3 separate regions of the Mus musculus genome follow, and regions 1 and 2 are each linked to region 3. A link is a contact called in public HiChIP or PLAC-seq data. All regions are on one chromosome and are shown on one strand. The core of a region is the stretch at or near the end of the contact, and the rest is flanking DNA. Distances in the headings are between cores, read along the strand shown.

Region 1 (4,518 bases), core at 1,233-3,732, 870 kb before region 3:
CACCCACAGAAAAAGCCAAACAGAGGTGTGCACTGGGAATCCCAGCCCCGAGGAGGTAAATGGATGGACTGAGGGCTGCATAGGTGGATGTATGGCTCGGTGGGTGGGTGGATGGGTGTGCATGCTTACTTGACCTACCAGGAACCATACCATCAACAAAACCAGTCTTACCCCCTCCAGCAGCTATCAACTGCCAATAGCTCCTGAGCTAGTGGTGGGAGCCCCATCCCCAGTCCATTCTGGGATGTTGATTGGCTTAATCTTGTGCCAGCAACTACAGCTGTTAGGAGTTCTTGAGTACAGCAGTTCTGCTGTGGCCAGAAAACACTGTTCACTTGTTCTTCTGACCTCAGGCTTTTGTGAATATTATGGGGGCAAATTATTCATTAGTTGATGGATCTTAATTGACTTTGAGTCTAGAATATAGCAGCACTTTGTTGAGTCAGTAGTTCTTTGGAGCTGAGGGGAGAAGGCTGTGTTGTTTGTTTGGTGGTAGTTTTGAGGTACACCCCAGTGAATAGTTTGAAGAAACCAAGACACACAGTGGGCTACTTATTTTACTAGCATTGAACTCAGGTTGTCAGGCTTGGTGGCAGGCACCTTTACCCACTGAGCCATCTCACTGACCTGCACCTCTGATTCTAAGCTGTTCCCATGTGAGAGTTACAGCAAGAGGGGGGTCCTTGTGTGATTTGGAAGTTACTGATTTTCTAGCTGCTACCTCTTCTCAGAAGGGTAAACAAATCTCTGGTTTGGAGGTGAGTTCTCAACTATGGTGCTCAGGCAAAAGCCATCTTCCTGTCTCAGGTGCCCCATCACAGGGACTCAGGCACACACCACTGTCCCTGGTTCAAGAATAGAGCTTGGCTTTTCAGCTTGGGTACGTGGAACTTAGCTTAAGTGACTGACCCCACTTGTTGGGCACGGTTTAGGTACTTAGTATAAAATGATGCCTGTAGTTTTTATTTAACAAAACACTTGAGACCATGGTTTTACTAAAACAACAAGAACAACAACAACTACCCTATGCTAGGAGATGGCTGGGTGTTTGCTCTGCAGGCATGAGGGACTGAGTGTGATCCTCAGAACCAATGAGAGGATGGTGGGTGGAGTGGTGCACATTTGCAATCCCCTCAGCAGAGAAGCAAAGACAGGAGGATCTCTGGGGCCTGCTGACCAGCCAGCTTAGCCTAGTGGATGAACTGCAGGCCAGAGAGATCCTGTCTCAAGCAGTGAGTGGCCTTCCTGAGGAAGATGCCAGAATGTGTCCTTGGACCTCTGTATGTGTGCTCATGCAGTTGAATGCACACTTACATGTGAATTGTGCACACACACATGGGAACATTCTCCTCTGACACCTGACATCTCTTTTTCCTTCCTGATCTATTCATAAATTTTGACAGTTTAGCCTTTTGTTTTCTGCCTTGTGGTGCTAAGGTTGGTACCAGGGCCCTGTACATACTAGACAGGCACTCTACCACTGAATTACATCCCTAACCTCCCTCTTTCATCTCCTTTCTCCTCCTCCTCCTTCTGGAGAGGGGGGCAGGAGAGACAGAATCCCTCACTTGGCTGATCAGGACCAGACTGGCCTCTAAGTGATCCACTTGGCCGCTGCCTTATTAGCTAGCTTTGTTATACAGTCCAGGACACCTGTCTAGGGATGGACCACAGTGGGTTGGCCCTCCTGTATCAAGACAATCATGCCCACAGAATAACCTAAATAAGACAAGTACACATTTGAGATTTTTTTAAAAAAAAATGTGATTCTAGGCTGTTTCAAGTTGACAGTTAATGTCAACTAGGACAGATAGATGAGTGGATGGATAGATAAGTAGATGGATGGTTGACACATGGGTGTATAGGTGACATGTTGGTTAGTTTTTGTCAACTTGACACTAGAGTAATCTTGGAAGAGGAAACCTCAGTTGATGAATTGCCATCAGACTGGCCTGTAGGCTAGTCTGTGGGGGCATTTTCTTGGTTACTGATTGATTCAGAAGGGCCCAACCCACCGTTGTGGGTTGCCACCCTTACACTGGTAGACCTGGGATGTGAAAGAAAGGCTGAGCAAGCCAGTATGCAGCACTCCTTCATAGTCTCTGTTTCAGTTCCTGCCCTGCCTGAGTTCCTGTTCTAACTTCCTTCCCTCAGTGATGGACTATAATTTATGAGCCAAATAAGCAGTTTTCTCCCCAAGCTGTATTTGATCAGTTCTTTTTGTTTTGTTTTGTTTTGTTTGTTTTTCGAGACAGGGTTCAGTTTTTTGATCACAATAGGAAGCAGATAGATGGAAGAATGGATGAACAGATGTATGGCTAGATGAGTGGGTGTATGGGTAGATGGGCAGAAGGACAGATTGGTGGATTGGTGGGTAGAAGATTGACAGGGGAGTGAATGATGCTGTGTAGATCCATGCGTGGGTAGAGAGTTGCAGGGTGGATACATGGTTGGAAGCTGGGTTGAGGGTGAATGTGTGTTGGACAGGGCTTGACGGGTGTTTCTAAATCGGATCTCCGCAGCTGACTGGCGGCCGAGCTGCCTATGAGTCCTGGAACTGTGTATCCTGCTTTCTTGATCAGCTAACAGGAATACGGGGCGGGGACGGCCTGGAATAGGGCGGGATCTTGCGTGGCCCCGGATGCGGCCCCGCCTCCGCGGAACCGGAAGTGAGCGGGCACAGGGAGCGGCGGGGCGCGGCGGGAGCCTGGTGGACCCTGCTGGTGCGGTGAGCGGGGGATGGGCGTCCTAGAGAGCTGCTGGGGGACAGGAAGGGTGTGGGATGATGAGTTGTCAGGGTGCCGGGCCTGGACGGGAGGTTGGGGTACAGGGTCTGGACTGGGCCCAGGTGATCCGAGTGCGGGGCAGGGTCGGGGCCCAGGGGTGCAGGGCCAGGATCTGTTGGTCGAGGCCTCGGAGTGTAGGGCTGGGACCCCTGAGTCAGGATTCCAGGCCAAAACCCGGTGTTCGCGGTGTGGGGCCGGGATTGTGACTTGGGGTGTGTGGCTGGGGTCGGGCGTCGGGACCCGGGCTGCAGGGCTAGGATCGGGGGTTGGAGTGCAGTGCTAGGAGGGGGAACCGGGGTGCAGAGTCAAGGCCAAGGGTTCGCGGTGTGGGTCCGAAATCGGGGGGTTGGGGTTGTGGTGTGGCGCTGGGATTCGGGATTCGGGGTGTAGGGCCAGGATTGGAGGCTCAAAGTCCCGGGTCGCAGGGTCTGGATGGGGACGTCGGAGCCCCGGGTATTGGGCAAGGATCGGAGGTTTCGGACACCAATGCTGAGCCGTTCATCCCGTCATTTGTGGAGTAGCTAGGGGTGCACAGCCGGTCTGGCTCTGAGGGGGCGGGCCCTAGGACACAGGCCCTAGGAATTTTGGACATAAAGAAAGGGGTGGGGTTTCAGAGCAGGAACCCAGGATGAAGTGCTAAGTCGGTTTGGGGTGTTCTAGGTCAGAGTGCATAATTATGGGTCTGTGGTAGTCAGAGTACCAGAACCTGGGAAAAGAATGTAGACCTGAGGCCTGGGAGATGCTGGTGGGGGTAAGGGGACTTTGCTTCTAGAATCTAGTGGAATGATGAGGGCCTGGGGGAAGCTGGTGGGCCTGGGGAGCCTGGGGTTCCAGAACCCAGTGGAATTATGAGGGTCCAAGGACCTGTAGGAAGTTGGTAAGGCTGAGCAGCCGGGTTCCAGCATTGGTCTCTAGTCCTCAGGACTGGGCTGAGAGGCCAACATCTGAGGAAAGGCCTGGGCACCTGAGGGAAATTTGCAATGGGGTCAATGGAAATCCAAGCGCCTAGCTTGCTTCCTGGAGCTAAGGAGCCTGGAATCCAGCCGCCCCTCCTCCTGGGTGTGTGCCCAGTCACTGCAGAGGTGTTTGGGCCTGGTATGTTCCTTTGTTTCCTCTTGGTCCGTGTGAGGGATGGGGACTTGTGGCCAGGGAGAAGGAATTCCCTGTTGTGCCCAGTGAAGCAAGCAGAGGCTTTAGCCCTTCCTAGTGGTTTGCCCTGGCTGCACTGCCTGGGCCTTGCCAGTAAGTAGCCCAAGCTCCAGTAAGTCCTCACCACCCAGTAGACCCTCACAGTCAGAACTTACAGCCCACCCCCCACCCCCCTCCCCCAGCGTCCACCAGGGGTCAGGCCTCTGCTGGCTCACCCAGAGTGAGTCACCAGTTCAGGCCCTGAGTCAACACTGCTTCTCTGTTTGACTGAGAAGGTTGTCACCAGAAGTTTGAAGGAGGGAGAAGCAGCTTTTGTGGGAGCTTCAGATGTAGAAGAGTGCAGAGGTGGGGTTGAAGAACTGATTGTGGTACTAGGTCTCCAGAGCACCCTGGGCCTTGCTAGACAGCTTCTCCACCCAACTTTAGCCCTGGCCCTAGAGCTGACCTTTAATTGAGGGCTTATGACAGTTATGCCTTTAACACCTTGTAAAATGCCAGGGAATTTAATTGGCCCTTCAGACTTTGACCTGTTAGTCGGGAAGGCACCTGGCATAACTCCGCACCGTCCTGAGCATCCTTACCT
Region 2 (4,040 bases), core at 1,379-3,878, 550 kb after region 3:
TATAGACTAGTAGTAAATAATCCAAAATGGAGTCTAAATGATGATCTCATTTAGAATAGCAGCAGAAAGAACGAAACATCAAGGGATAAAGTCACTAAAGATGTGTGAGACTTGCAGACTTGGAAGAAACCAAGTATCTAACTATATTTGAGAGGATCTGACTTTCACAAATCAAAGACAAAATTATCATTCAGGTCATAACACTTCAGAAGTTGTCTGGCCTTTTTTTTTTCTGATTCTAAATTCAAGGTTATTTTCTTTTTAATTAAAAAACATTATTTGTTTATTTTCTCTCTCTCTCTCTCTCTCTCTCTCTCTCTCCCTCCCTCCCTCTCTCTCTCTCTCTCTCTCTCTCTGTGTGTGTGTGTGTGTGTGTGTGTGTGTGCACATGTACACGTACATGCTATAGCATGTGGCATGTGTGTGGAGGTCAGAGGACAGCTAGATTCTCTGCTTCCACCATGTGGGTGCTAGGGATTGACCTTAAGGAATCAAGCTTGGCGTCAAGCTCCTTTACCCACTGAACTATCTTGCAAGACCTGACCCTAAATTCACAGGGAAAGGTAAAGGACTAAGGATAGCCAAAACAATTTTGGAAAAGAACAAAGATGGAGGGCTTATACTTCTTGATTCACAGTACAAAGCTAGAGTAGTCAGGAGAGTATTGTTCTAAAGTCTAGTATGGTAAAATATGGCTGTACTCCCAGCATGCAAAGGGTGAAGGCAGGAGAGTTGGGAGTTCAAAGCCAGCCTTGACTATATGAGACATTGTCTTCAAAAGGGGAGGTGGGGGAGACAGAGGGATAGCATAAGGATAGCTATTTTAGTCGGCTTTCTACTACTGTGATAAATACCAGAACCAAAAGCAATTTAGGGTGTGTTTTGGTTAGGGTTGCTATTGCTGTGATGAAACCCTATGACCGAAGCAACTTAGGGAGGAAGGTGCTTATTTGGCTTATACTTCCAGATAACTGTGAATCACCAAATGAGGTTGGGACAGGAATCAAAACAGGGCAGGAGCCTGGAGGCCCTGCTGATGCAGAGGCCATGGAGGGTGCTGTTCTCTGGCTTGTTCCTCATAGCTTGCTCAGCCTGCCTTCTTATAGAAACCCAGGGCTGGCATCACCCACATTTGGCTGAGCCCTCCCCCATCAGTCACTAATTAAGAAAATGCCTCATAGGCTTGCCTATCTTATGGAAACCTAATCTTATGGAGGCATTTTCTTTTCTTTTTTTTTCTTTTTCTTTTATTTTAAAATTGAGGTTCCCCTCTCTCAGATGACTTCAGCTTATGTCAGTTGACATAAAACTGTCCAGCACACAGAGGAAAGAGTTTATTTGGCTTATGCATGCCAGCCATAGTCCATCATTGTGGAAAGCCAAGGCAGGAACGGAAGCAGAGGCTATGGAGGGATGCTGCTTACTGACTTGCTCCTCAAAGCTTCCTTAATTTGCTATTTTATGTAGCCCAGGACCACTCACTCTGGGGTGGCACCAACCACTATCTGAGCCCTCCCATATCCATAATTAAAAAAGAAAATGTTCCAAAGACCTGCCTACAGGCCAATAGGTTCCCTCTTCCCAGGTGACTCTACCTTGTGTCAGGTTGACAAAAAGCAAAACTACCAACAACAAACAAAACAAAAAACTAACACAATAACAACAGAGATCAATGGAATAAATAGAATTGAAATTCTAGGAATAGATCTTTCATTTTAAATGAGAGGACAAGACAGTTCAATGGGGGGAAGGAATGGTCTTTTTAAACATGGTTCTAGTATTGCTATCCTTGTACACAGAAAAACGAAGACAAATCTATCCAGTGTAATACCTGCCAACATTATGATGAAAATGAGACCTAGGGGATAGAGCCATGACTCAATGACTAAGAGCACTGGCTGTTCTTCAAGGGGACCTGGATTCATTTCCCAGCACTCACATGGCAGCTCACAACCACCTGTAACTCCAGTTCCAGGAGATCTGAAGCTCTCATATGGCTTCCATTGGCACTGGTGTGCAGACATGTATGCAGACAAAACACCTATATACATAAAATAGTTAAAAATTAATTAGGCAAAAATAAATCTTAAAGAATGAGCCCTAGATCTGAAGGTAAGAGCTAAACCTTTAGCTGGGCATGGTGACACACACCTTCAGTCCAGCACTTGGGAGGCAGAGGCAGGCAGAGCTCTTGAGTTTGAAGCCAGCATTGTCCACAGAGCAAGTTTCAGGACATCCAAGATGAATTTTTTACAAAACAAAGAAAGGAAGGAAGGAAGGAAGGATGGATGGATAGATGCATGCATTGGTGATCTTGCCTTAAAATAGCAATTTCCTATCTATGATACCAAGCACACAAGTGCATGGACTTGGACCCAGGTTGCATGAAAGAAGAGAGGGAGATGACTGAGCGCCAGCATTCATCTGTGTGCTAACTGTGAACGTGATGTGACCCGCTGCCTCATCTCCCTGCTGCCTCGCCTTGTCTGCAGGAGCCTCAATCAGGAGCCAAAATAACTTCCTGAAGTTAGTTTTGACAACTATTTTGTCACGATGAGAAAGCTAACTCAATATTTGTACTGAAACAGGAAGTCCCAACATTGTATTGGCAGGAGATTGGCTCTGTTTGTTGAGAAAAGGGGAATTGAAAGACGTATTTGTAAATATGTCATGCTATCAGAACACAGCCAAGCACCAGCCTAAAGGATGCCTCTTAATGGGCTGCCTCGGAGGAATGAATATCCCTGCCCCTCTCTTTGGTTATCAGTCTGTTGAGACAATGGGCCCAAATAAATTAGATTTTCCCCAGAAATCTGGGGCAGCGGGGGTGGGGGGGGCGGGGGGAGAAAAGGTGTAAGTGCTGCAACAACTGGGAGAGGATTTTGTCTCCTGAAGAAAGATTTACAACTTGTCCAAGGACACTGTAGGAAAGACTTGGGAGCTGAAATAACCGTGGGCCAAGGAGCCATACTTTGATCAGGGCTGCACAGTTATGCATACCTGACCTCTCGACCTTAAGCTCATGTCAGCGTCTAGAAGATGGACTTGGGGCAGAGGATTGCTGGATCCCACTATCCTTCTTCCCAATGTAGCCATGGTGGATAAATCGCTCCCTTTCTGTTTATTAATTTGTCTCCTTTTGAAAAGGTGTATTTCCATTCCATTTATGTATAAATGTGTCTGTGTGAGTGTATGCTCTCTGTCTGTCTGTTTCTGTGCTTCTGTCTCTCTCTGTCTCTGTCTCTCTCTGTTTCTGTCTCTCTGTCTGTGTGTGTGTGTGTGTGTGTGTGTGTGTGTGTGTGTGTGTGTGTGTGTGGTGTGGATGTGTGGGTGCCTATAGAGACCCGTAAGGGGTGTAGAAGCCACTGGAGTTGGAATTGCAAGTTGTTGTGAGCTGTCTGACATGGGTCCTCTACAAAAGCAGCCGCTCTCTTGACCACTGAGCCATCTCTCTTGCGCCTTGACTTGGCATTTTTAACGAGTTTAAGGATGAGCAGCCCAATCTGGCTTGTTGGGACTCAGGCAGTGACTCTAAATCCAGTAATATCTCTATGCATGCAAGTACCCAGATACCCAAAGTGTTTCACTTCTCTACTTGAAGAGTAAATAGAGACCAAAATATGAGCTGAACTTGCAATAACCACGGTTCCCACACTCTCTGTAATTCTGTATGTGTGTGATATACTTTCATGAAAATACTCATTTCTAAAAGATACCTGTGACAACAAATAGCCATCTTTGCACTGTCATGAGAGGAAAGTCTTATCGTCATAAAACTTCTAAATTTCCCCAAAGGAATCTGATTTTGTCTTGAGGTGGGGTTGATAATCAAGACATTTGGCTCAAGGATTTACCCATATGTTGAAACATGTGTATGTTCAACCAAGAGCAATGAAAACACATCCATACAAGAACAGATCCACATACTTTTTGTATGTGCATTTGTTATCATAGCCAAAAAGTAGAGCCAGGGCTGGTGAGATGGCCCAGAAGTTCAGAGAGCTTGCTTCTCAAACACAGGAACCTGAGTGTGGGTTCTT
Region 3 (4,079 bases), core at 1,540-4,039:
TTAAGCACAAAAACCATGTTTTCAGTTGACATAGTTAACAAAAAGTTAGACAGAAGCAGAAATACAGAAGTTGTAAATCAAGGCTAATACATTTAGAGACTTTCCCAAACTTGTATGGACTTTGACGGATTAAGTCTTTGTTTTAGTTTTGGCCAGTGTACTGTCTACATGCTGAGTTTTACAGCCTGAATGATATTTTCATCATGGAGTCATTTGTGATAAGGTCTGAGGCCCTGTTATACTCTGGGCTTTAGTTTTTAAAGTACTGGTGTTATAGGGCTGGAGAAACAGCTTAGCAGTTGTCTTAGTCAGGGTTTCTATTCCTGGACAAACATCATGACCAAGAAGCAAGTTGGGGAGAAAAGGGTTTATTCGGCTTACACTTCCATACTGCTATTCATCACCAAGGAAGTCAGGACTGGAACTCAAGCAGGTCAGAAAGCAGGAGCTGATGCGGAAGCCATGGAGGGATGTTCCTTGCTGGCTTGCTTCCCCTGGCTTGCTCAGCCTGCTTTTTTTTTTTTTTTTTTTTTTTTTTTTTTTTTTTTTGAGATAGAGTTTCTCTGTATAGCCCTGGCTGTCCTGGAACTCACTTTGTAGACCAGGCTGGCCTCGAACTCAGAAATCCGCCTACTTCTGCCTCCTGAGTGCTGGGATTAAAGGCGTGTGCCACCACGCCCTGCTCAGCCTGCTCTCTTATAGGACCCAAGACTACCAGCCCAGAGATGGTCCCACCCACAAGGGGCCTTTCCCCCTTGATCACTAATTGAGAAAATGCCCCACAGCTGGATCTCATGGAGGCATTTCCCCAACTGAAGCTCCTTGTTCTATAATAACTCCAGCTTGTGTCAAGTTGACACAAAAGTAGCCAGTACGGCAATTAAGAACCTGGCTACTCTTCCAGTGGACCTGGTTTTGGTTCCCAGTAACCATGTGACAGCTCACAACCACTGGTGTCTCTAGTTCCAGTTGTTGGGGGTCTGTTGCCCTCTTCTGGCCTCCTCAGGCACTGAACAGATGTAAATGCCGGCAAAACATTTCTACATGTAAAATAAAAATTATCTCAAAAACTTTAAAAAGAAAGTACTGGCAGCAAAAATACAGTATTTTTGAGAAAGTTGTGAAGTTAGCAATATATGCTCTGATCACTTTAATATGTTTAATACTTTATGTATGTATATAATGGGTTTGTATATGCTTGGCCCAGGGAGTTGCACTATTAGGAGTGCCTTGTTAGAATAGGTGTGTCACCGTGGGTTTGGGCTTTAACACCCTCATTCTAGCTGCCTGGAAGCCAGTCTTCTAGCGGCCTTCAGCTGAAGAGGTCTAACTCTCACCTCCTGCCTTGATGATAATGTACTGAACCACTGAACCTGTAAACCAACCCCAATTAAATGTTGTCCTTATAAGAGTTGCCTTGGTCATGGTGTCTCTTCACAGCAGTAAGACCCTAACTAAGACCTATGTGATACATTATTTCTCTGCTGCCCATGAAATGAACCAATTCAAGCCTGATTAGAGTACATATAGGCAGGTTTATTAGGAAGCTGCTCTCAGGCGAAAGTTCACTGGCCCCAAGGACTGAGGCCAAGGAAGTCACCATGGTGGGGGAGGAGAGAGAAAGAGAAAGGGTGTGAACATAGAGAAGACAGGAGGAGCGATGAGGAAGACCAAAACATCTGGTTTATATAGGGAAGAGCCTCTGGGGGAAGGGCAGTCCAGCCCCTGGGCTGGAAAGTTCAGGGTTACAGCAAGGGTATGCCAGGTAGGGACTGAGGGATGCTGAGAGAACCTGGAGGCCAGGTTTGCTTTGAAATATAAAATTTGCACCTCAGTCCCTTGTCCCAAGGGTACATAACCAAACAATACATATTACCAAGTATCAATTATTTTTTAATTAATTATTTATTTATGTTGAGACAGAGTCTCTTATGGAGCCATGGCTGACTTGGAACTCACTGAGAACTGCCTGCTTCTCCCTCCTGAGTTTCCAGGAATTAAGACCATGGTTGCCAGAATATATATATACCAGAATATATAATTGTATTTATTTATTTCCCTGCACACACACACAACACATGTCTTTTTCACCACAGGCATGCAAAGCCCACAAGGATCAAAAGAGGGTTAGGATCCCATGGAACTGAAGTTACAACCGGTTGTGAGCAGTTGTGAGTGCTAGAAATCAAACCGGTGTCCTCCAGAAGAGCAGCCGTGCTCTTGACCACCGAACCATCTTCCAACCTCAAAACGGAGCTTTTAAAAAAAAAAAAAAATTGTGAGACAGGGTCTCGCTATATACCTGGCTATGTTTCTAAAATAATACTTTCCATTTCTTCTCATAAACCTCCCTCTGATGGTGTGTCTTGGGAGGCGACATCAGGAATTAAGGAACACACAGGAAATAAAAGGATTCAGGAGAGAGTGTAACAGGAACCACCTGTTTCCAGGCTTGTGTGGCCTTTTGGAGAGTGTCTCAGAAAAAGGCGTCTTCCTCGCCCCTCTCCTCCAGTCGCTGAGTCCCTTGCCCCACCCTTTCCCTTGCATCTCTTTAATCTCTACTCGTTTTGCCCCGCCCCTCTACCCAGCTCCTCGCCCCTCCCACTCCCCCATTTCGTCCCGCCCCTCCCAGCCCTCTTCAGCAGCCCGGGTTTGCGCTTCTCACTGTCTTAGCCCTTTGGTGTCTATTAAGTTCCGCGCCAGCGTAAACCATAGTATTCTCCCATCATGCCCCACGTCGGCGTCAGTTTGCAGTTGCCTAGCTACTGGACATGCCCGGAAGACGACTGGTGGGGCGGGACTTCCGGCGCCGCGGTTGCATCAGATTCTGGAAGGCGTCTGTGGCGGCGGCCGCGGGTCTTGATTCCCAGTGATGGCAGGTTCCTCCGCGGAGCAGGGTGAGGTTTGCGGGATGACTGTGGAGCTCTGGGTACAAGCATGGCCCGAGTAGGCAGTACCGGGCTGGGGCTGTGTGGGCAGCATGGTCCAAGGAGGCAGTGCCCAGGCCAGTGCTGTGGCGACAGCGGTGGAACGAGTGGGTAATGCCAAGCGAGCCAGGGGTTGGGGGCAGCAAGACCCAGGGACTCAGTGCTCAGGTCGGGTCTGTGGGGACAACCATGGACTAAGTGGGCAGTGCCCAGACCAGTGATCCGAAGATAGTAAAGGCTTAAATGGGCAGTGGCAGGCAAAGGCTGTTCGGCAGAGGATCCCTGGGCGGGAAGTGACCAGCCAGGGCTCTAGAGTGGAGGCTATTGGGTTGGGCAGTGGCTAGGTCAGGGCTCTAGGAACAGTGCATGCCCAGGTGGGCAGTGACAAGCTAGAGATCTGGATTAGGCAGTGACTGGAGTGGGCAGAGATGGATCCTCAGGTGAGTAGTATCCAGTCCAGGGCTCTGGGATAAAACGTTCTCCGGTAAGCCTGTGGGGACAGCCGTGGCCCAAGTGGGCAGTGCAAAACCAAAGCTCTGGGGATGGCCAGCGTCTCAATGGACAGTGGCAGGCCAGGACCTGGGGGTGGCTGCCATGACTCCCTGAAGCTAGAGTACTCCTTGGTGGGACCTGACTCCTGTCTTGTAAGTGCCTCCCTTCCTCAGCTTCAATTTTTTGATTGGGTTAAGGCTAAAGTTTCCTTGGATACTCAGCAATAGGAGAGATGGTCCTGTTTCAAATAGCCTGACTCTAGTTGGTACCTGGATGAGACCTCACCACTCCCCCTCCTGCCCTGGCTGGACTTTGGGGGTAAGGCAAAGGCCCAAAGATTGTTTTGGTCTTCTGCCCAAGCAGGTGGGCGGAAGGGCACATGAGGTTGGTACTTAGGGAAGTAGGGCAGAGGAAGCAGGGACTCCGTGTACGCATACATGAAAGAGCTTGGGGATTTATGAAGGCTTTAATCTCCAGTGTGGTCAGCAGTCACCACAGAGACCTGTCCAGTCAGAGCATCACTGTCAGAGCATCATTGGCAATCTACTTTATTGCCAATTGGGAGATTCCCTCAGAAAGCAGTCACTTACGTCACCCCAGGGTAGACCTGGGCCTTGGCAGATCGCTGAAGAGCAGTGTCTTTTCTCATCTTTTTAGCAA

What was found. HiChIP or PLAC-seq counts read pairs in DNA pulled down with a chosen protein or histone mark.
Region 1: a contact with region 3 is called in an H3K27ac HiChIP or PLAC-seq map of embryonic stem cells, with 3 times the contacts expected there. The contact joins the promoter of Cttn here to the promoter of Cars in region 3. A contact is called at or near these places in 2 of 39 promoter capture datasets (embryonic stem cells and liver), 1 of 484 Hi-C or Micro-C datasets (uterus) and 2 of 115 datasets of contacts at active chromatin or transcription factors (both in embryonic stem cells).
Region 2: a contact with region 3 is called in an H3K4me3 HiChIP or PLAC-seq map of bone marrow-derived macrophages, with 3 times the contacts expected there. The contact joins the enhancer-like site here to the promoter of Cars in region 3. A contact is called at or near these places in 3 of 39 promoter capture datasets (liver, pre-B cells and stem cell-derived epiblast-like cells) and 3 of 115 datasets of contacts at active chromatin or transcription factors (astrocytes, bone marrow-derived macrophages and pro-B cells).

What each region holds. Positions count from the first base shown.
Region 1 is chr7:144,468,899-144,473,416 of GRCm38.p6, reverse strand. Cttn (cortactin) reads left to right here and starts at 2,482. Exons shown (of 18, transcript NM_007803.5): 1 at 2,482-2,728.
Region 2 is chr7:143,045,054-143,049,093 of GRCm38.p6, reverse strand. The region is part of intron 1 of R74862 (expressed sequence R74862); the gene reads left to right. Among named protein-coding and RNA genes, the nearest start is that of Cd81, 5.7 kb to the left of the region's middle. Within about 2 kb of position 2,628, at least 18 of the 459 cell types and tissues checked have an H3K27ac peak or open chromatin away from gene starts, as enhancers often do. A contact at or near this core is called in bone marrow-derived macrophages, where this site is marked.
Region 3 is chr7:143,598,800-143,602,878 of GRCm38.p6, reverse strand. Cars (cysteinyl-tRNA synthetase) reads left to right here and starts at 2,789. Exons shown (of 23, transcript NM_013742.5): 1 at 2,789-2,897. The coding sequence starts at 2,873. Gm15579 (a long non-coding RNA gene) reads right to left here and starts at 2,775. Exons shown (of 2, transcript XR_870064.3): 1 at 2,666-2,775; 2 at 2,021-2,256.